2 separate regions of the Dromaius novaehollandiae genome follow, and region 2 is linked to region 1. The links are chromatin contacts, called in public Hi-C maps. All regions are on one chromosome and are shown on one strand. Each heading gives the region's core, a stretch centred on a gene start, on an enhancer-like site or on the middle of the called end of the contact. The rest is flanking DNA. Distances are from core to core; before and after follow the strand shown. Region 1 holds the start of LOC135323537 (caspase recruitment domain-containing protein 8-like). Region 2 holds the start of PRODH (proline dehydrogenase 1).

Region 1 (2,993 bases), core at 248-2,747:
CCTCATCCTTGCTTCAGGGCTGAGGCTGACAATCTGGTGCAGGGGGGCTGGTGGGGGAGGACTGTCCTTGCAGGGACCCCGATTTGCTGCAAGGTGATAACTACGTCACTACCACAGCCCATGAGAAGGATGTGGATGCTGTGGTAAATGTAGGAGCATGTGGTGTTACGGGAGGGGACCTGTGCTGCTAATAGGATAGGCAAGGTTGGGTGAAGCCTGTCCTTGTGACAGCTTCTTCTCTAGAACATGGACCAAAAATTACAATGATCTTCCTCTTGTTCCAGGCATAGCAGCAGAAAAAACGGTCCTTCCTGGACCTCTGACAGACGATGCCTCAGGGAATGCAGAGGTGAGGTGTTGCGAGAAATGAAGCCTGAGGCCTGGGACACTAGTGAAGAGGACCCTGGGGCTGGGGAGGAGGCCAGCATGACTGCAGCACTCTGGGCCATGCCATGGGAGCCCTCATGTGGCAGGTTCACAGCCATCACTGGGGACAGTGGGGTCCCTCACTGCCCATTGCTACCACAGCACTGTGTTTGGTGGCAGGAGCTGATCCAGGCTGCCCTCAGGGCCAGTAAAGGGACCTGACTCTGAGGACAGATCAGACTGGCACAACTCTTTAACGCTAGCCTGTTGCCTCCCTGGAGGAATGGCTATCAGCGTCAGCACCACGCATGATGTTGCTGATGTTGTCAGAAGCCTTATCTTGTGCCTCCTTAAAAGTGGTTTCCACTACGTTCTCCTCCCTAGGAAAGCACGAAAGAGCTGCAGCTGGACTCTTCACCAGAGGAAAGCTGCCCGCACTGTGTGAGGGAGGTAAGGGCTCTCCAGCCACAGCCATGCCGTAAGTGCCAGCTTTACCATTCCTTGCAAGGCACTGTCTCACTCAAAGAAAGTGGCGCAGCAGTAAGACTGGGGCTGACCTCAACAGTAATGTGGGAAGTTTAATATACCTTCATAACCTGTTATTCACTGTAATTCTTCAGCCTGCAGAAGTATCCAATCCCTTTTGTTATGCTAACTCAGCATGCATTGTCCCAGTTTTCAAGTTCATCAGTCAAAAGACAATTTCCACTCACTTACATCCAGAATTTATTTTCTCTGCTAAATATTTTGTCTGTCTATGGCCATTGTTTTCTCTCTGCTGATAAACTATGGCAGAAAAGGAGTAGCCCAGGATTTACTCATGAGCAAGACAGCAGCCAACAAAATTTTTTCTCTCAAGAAAAAAGAAAAGTTGCTATCTGGAATTCCCTTGTTTGCAAAATACAACTTAAAAATCTGTGTGTAAAAACGTAGTTGTGGGGCTATAGGAACTGCTTTGCATATCCACTCATTATCCTTCCTATTGATGCATGGGGGGAAAATTGGTGTCTTCCCATCCCTAAGCGTGTTCTGTTGCTGACAGCAGTGTTTAGTCCTCCTTGCAGTGGCTTGTGCACAGGATTTCTCTTGCACACCTTGCCTTTATCATAGCAATGGGTATCCCCTTTAAAGGGCTCGTGAGCCTGTACATTAGCGCATAGCCTATGTGCCTCAGACATGCCCAGTGCTTGTTTCAGATCCTAGGGGAGATGAGTTGCTAGTCAATGATTTTTGCAACCTCTTCACTGACAATGGTGATGCCTTTCTCGGCACCAGATAGAAGCTTCTGCAGTCCCTTGTTTTGAAGGGGTAAAAACAATATGGTATACTTGACACAAAATCTATTCTGGATAGTGAAGAGGCAGAGAAATAACATCACTATGGCAGAGGTGTTTTTGCTCCTGCTGCTGCTTGCGAGGCTCCGAGCCCATGGGCCAAGCTGCATCACACTTTGCAGTTCCCAGCACCCCCTCCTATAAGAAATATCCAGTGTGCAACATCCCATTCAATCCCAAACTAGCATCACTTGTATTACAGGCCCTTCCAAAAGTGACACCAGAGAAGATCCAAAGCTCTCCAAAGGACCATACCTGTTATCGGTAGGAGCTCTTGCGCAAAGCAGAAACACCTTCCCACAGCCCCAGTCATGCATGGCATAACCCTGTTCTCCCCTCCTGTTTGCAGAGTTCACTTTCCTCGAGCAGGGTCCTTCCAGTGCTCTGTGACAGGCCTTGCCTTTGAGGTGAACACGGCAGTGACCATCCAGTACAGATATGCCTCCTGGAACAGGCATCTGAGTGCAGCTGCCCAGGAGGAATGGGTGGTCGCCGGACCCTTGTTCAACATCGAGGTGCAGCCTGGAGCCGTGGGTGCTGTGCATCTCCCCCACTTTGTGTGCCTAGCAGGTAGAGCAGCTGTGGGGATGTGCTTCCTTCAACTCACTCCGTTCCTCTCAGCCACAGCAATTCTCCCAGACCAGCTTCTCTCAGGCCTTCTGCAGTTCTCCTGTCCCCTCTCCCATGGGACTCCTCCAGCATCTGCTCTGAAAGCGGCCTGCCCAATGCAGTGATATAGAAAGATGGCTCCTCAGGGAGATGCCCTAGGACCTCTCCAGACAGGTTTAGGACCAAATTCTTCTTTCTCTCAGAGGCCCTCTGTACTGCCTTGTATTCCCCAACTTTGCTTTGCTGTTCTTCAACCATTTGTTAATCTTCAGTCACTTTTTACTAAACCTTTGCAGTGGTCCCTTCCCTGGCACCACAGTCCCAGCTCCTGCTTTGTTCTCACATCTTCTACTTCTCCTCCCCATTCCCTTTTGCTCTTGTCCTTTTTCCCATTCCCTCCTGAACACTTACCCCTCTTCTCCCAGCTACTGTGATAACCCACAGGGATTACCCCAACTCAGCTGCAGATCAAGCCTCTGAGTCTCTCTCAGAGACCTTCTCAGTCCTTTGTGTCTATTATGGCAGTAGATGGCCAAGGGCAACTATCATCCTTGCTCTCCTCCACTGTGACAAGAACTAGTCACCTTCTTCAGTCCACAGGCTGGACTATCTCAGTGTGAGGTGTATAACTGCAATAGAACAGAACTGGTCTGGACGGAACCGTAAGTGGAATTAAATCGTCAG
Region 2 (2,993 bases), core at 126-2,625, 230 kb before region 1:
CTCCTGCTCTGCACGGCCAATTAGCCACACTCAGAACATCAGGCAGATATTTCCCAGGGATGACTCAGGTGAGCTGATCCCGTTAGATCCTTCCAAGGGAATTTTCTCCATGATGCCTTGATGAGAAACAAGCTCCCCTCCAGCAACAGTGAGGTCTGGTTGTGGCTGCTGTTCTAACAGAAACAGGGAGTTACAGCTAGACCTGCCAGCAGCAGCACTGAAGCTAGAAAAGGAGCAAAAGTTCAGGTTGACTACATGTCATAATTCTAAAATGACTGCAGCTGTAACATCTGCTCCTTAAGCTTTAACGCAACTCTGCATAATTTTAACTTTTTTTTTTCCCCTCTCTTTAACAGGAGTGCACACTGCTGCCTGAGACTCCATGCGCTCAACCTCATCGCAGTAAGGGACTTCAAATGAATTAGTTCACTGTGAATAGCATGAAAGGGTTAACGCAGGGCAGGAAATATTTTTAAAGAAATGGATGCTTTTCGATTATTGACTTTTTACGCAGGTCTTTTATGGGTGGCAATGCCATTATTTGTTTCTCAGCCTTTTCTCTGGCTGACTCGAGGGAAGCATGGGACATACTGAAAAGAAGCCTTGCAAATGAGCTCAGGGAACCTCCGTGATTTCACTGTTAATTACAGCTGGGGGAACTGCAGGAATGTCACTGCCACGGTGTGGAGGAAACACTATTTACTGTAATTGTTCCTGTTCTGCTAGCCTTATGGTAACTATACGTCATTGATACTAGGCAAAACTTAAAATGCTTAGATCTTGGTGGACTGGGGGATGTTTTGGAAAACCGCTTTGCATCAAAACTTAAGAAGCCCCCTCCAAAGGAAGTCTTTCTCTTGCTGCTCCAGCCCAGCGAAAGCGTGGTTTTCAGACCAAGCAAACACCTGCAGGTCTGCTGCACTGTCCGCTCTCGTCCTGCCTCGCAAACGCCGGCTGCGATGAGCATTGCTAGGCACAAGATGTCACTGAGGAGCCAGAATGAGGAGGTTCAGTGCAGCCGCGCATCTGCCCAACTTGATCTTCCAGGGAAGGCGAGAGCTGGGGCTGCGGAAGCAGGGACTGAGGAGGGGGCACGGCTGCAGGACCCGCAGCTATAAAAAGGTGCTGAAGAAAGGGAGGGAGGTATCTGCTCCCCGCTCCCCGCGCCGAGAGTCGCGGGCGCAGCCGGCAGCGGGGCAGGGGAGGCGCCCAAACCCTCCCCGGCGGCGCGGGGGGGTCAGCGACGGCTCACGGCTGCGTCTCGCCCGTGGCAGCCCCGCCGGTGCGGGACACGCCGCCGGGGCCGCGGTCGCGGGGCGGGGCGGCGGGGAGGCCCCACGGGGCGGTGCCGGCCGCGGGGGCGGGGGCCGGGCGGGTACTTAAGGCGGCGGCGCGGGCGGGCGGCTCTCCCGTGCCCCATGGCGCTGCGGAACGGGGCCTGGGCGCTGCCCGCAGCCGCCGCCCGCCTGGGCGCCCCGCGCCGCCCGCGCTCCTCGCCCGCCGCCGCGCCCCGCCCGCCGCAGCCCGCGGAGCGGGGGGCCCCGCCGGCCCCGGCACTGCCTCCGCGGGGCGCCGCCCGGCCGCTGCCGCCGCCGCCCGCCGTGGACTTCGGGGACCCCCGCGAGGCTTTCCGCAGCAAGAGCAACGCCGAGCTGCTGCGCGGGCTGGTGGTGCTGGGGCTGTGCGCCGTGGGGCCGCTGGTGGAGCGCAACCGCGAGGTGGGGGCGCCGCGCCGGGGGGGGGCGGCGGGCGGGGGGGGGAGACGGCGGCGCGCTGACCTCCGCTGTGCCCTAGCTGCTGCTGCTGGCCAGGCGGGTGCTGGGGCAGCCGCTCTTCGAGCGGCTGATGAAGATGACCTTCTACGGGCAGTTCGTGGCCGGGGAGGACCAGGAGGCCATCAAGCCCCTCATCAGGCGGAACCAGGCCTTCGGCGTGGGCGCCGTGCTGGACTACAGCGTGGAGGAGGACCTGACGGCCGAGGAGGCCGAGCAGAAGGAGCTGGAGTAAGTGCGGTGCCGGCGGGCCCCGATGGCGCCGTCGGGGCTCCGTGCCGCGGCTCCCCCCGGAGCTGCGGGCCGAGGCGGCGGGGAGCGGCCCGGAGGGGCCGGTGCTGGAGCCGGAGCTGCCGCCGAGCCGGGAGCCGCGGGCGGTGCCTCCCCCCGAGGGCACCGGCCGCGCCGCGCTCCCGCGTGGGCAGCGCCGGCGGGGCGGCGGGAGGGGGAGGAGCACCGCGTGCTGCGCCCGCCGCCCGCTTTGGCCGGGCTCCCATTGGCTGCCCGCGCCCAGCCCCCCGCTCCCATTGGCTGCGGCGCACGGACCGCCGTGCGTCACGGCCTCGCCTCCCGTGGGCGATTCTGGCACGGCACCGCCCCCCCAATCGCCCGTGGCGGGGCGCTGCCCCTTCCCCGCCCTGCTCTGTGCCCCGGCCGCGGCGCTGCCCCCGCTGACGCCCGGCCCCGGGGGTCGCCCGCCCCCGCACGCGCTCTGCCCCGCGCTCCTGCCCTCCGCCGGCCCCAGCCGCCAGTAGCTCCCCGCTCGGAGCTGCGGTTCCCGCCGGGCCCCTCGTCGCCGAGCTCCCGTCGGGGCGATGCGTGGGCCGCTGGCAGGCGCGCTGCGTGGCCGCCCTGGCGCCGAGGCGGCTGGTGGCGGTTCCCATGCTGCGGACCGGCCACGGGCGCAGGAGGGAGTGATGCTGGAGCAGGATGGGTCCCATCTGCAAGCAGCTCCACTCAGCATCCTGCGTGCTGCATGTCCCAAGGCTCAGCCAGGCTTGGGCTGGAAGCAAGAGTGGAGGAGCTCAAAAGCTCTCCCTGCCCCGAGGCGTGAGCGTGCAGCCCAGCTTGACCCTGTCCTGGGCAGAGCTGACCATGCCGGAAGGCTGGAGATGTGGCGCTTCCCAGTGCTGCCTTACAGCAGGCCCCTGATGGTGCTGGTGTCCCCTTGTTTGGTGCTGGTACACAGTGACAGGTTGCAGTCTCGTTGAGTAGTGTTAA

What was found. Hi-C and Micro-C count contacts between places; a contact is called where the count stands out from the background.
Region 2: a contact with region 1 is called in a Hi-C map of brain, with 3 times the contacts expected there. The contact joins the promoter of PRODH here to the promoter of LOC135323537 in region 1. A contact is called at or near these places in 2 of 4 Hi-C or Micro-C datasets (brain and ovary).

Annotation. Positions count from the first base shown.
Region 1 is chr17:16,114,247-16,117,239 of bDroNov1.hap1, reverse strand. LOC135323537 (caspase recruitment domain-containing protein 8-like) reads left to right here and starts at 1,497. Exons shown (of 7, transcript XM_064522361.1): 1 at 1,497-1,964; 2 at 2,050-2,270. The coding sequence starts at 1,795. It overlaps LOC112987152 (polyubiquitin-like), which reads left to right. Exons shown (of 4, transcript XM_026106894.2): 3 at 285-349; 4 at 751-1,501. The coding sequence ends at 948.
Region 2 is chr17:16,341,907-16,344,899 of bDroNov1.hap1, reverse strand. PRODH (proline dehydrogenase 1) reads left to right here and starts at 1,375. Exons shown (of 14, transcript XM_026106897.2): 1 at 1,375-1,718; 2 at 1,795-2,003. The coding sequence starts at 1,419.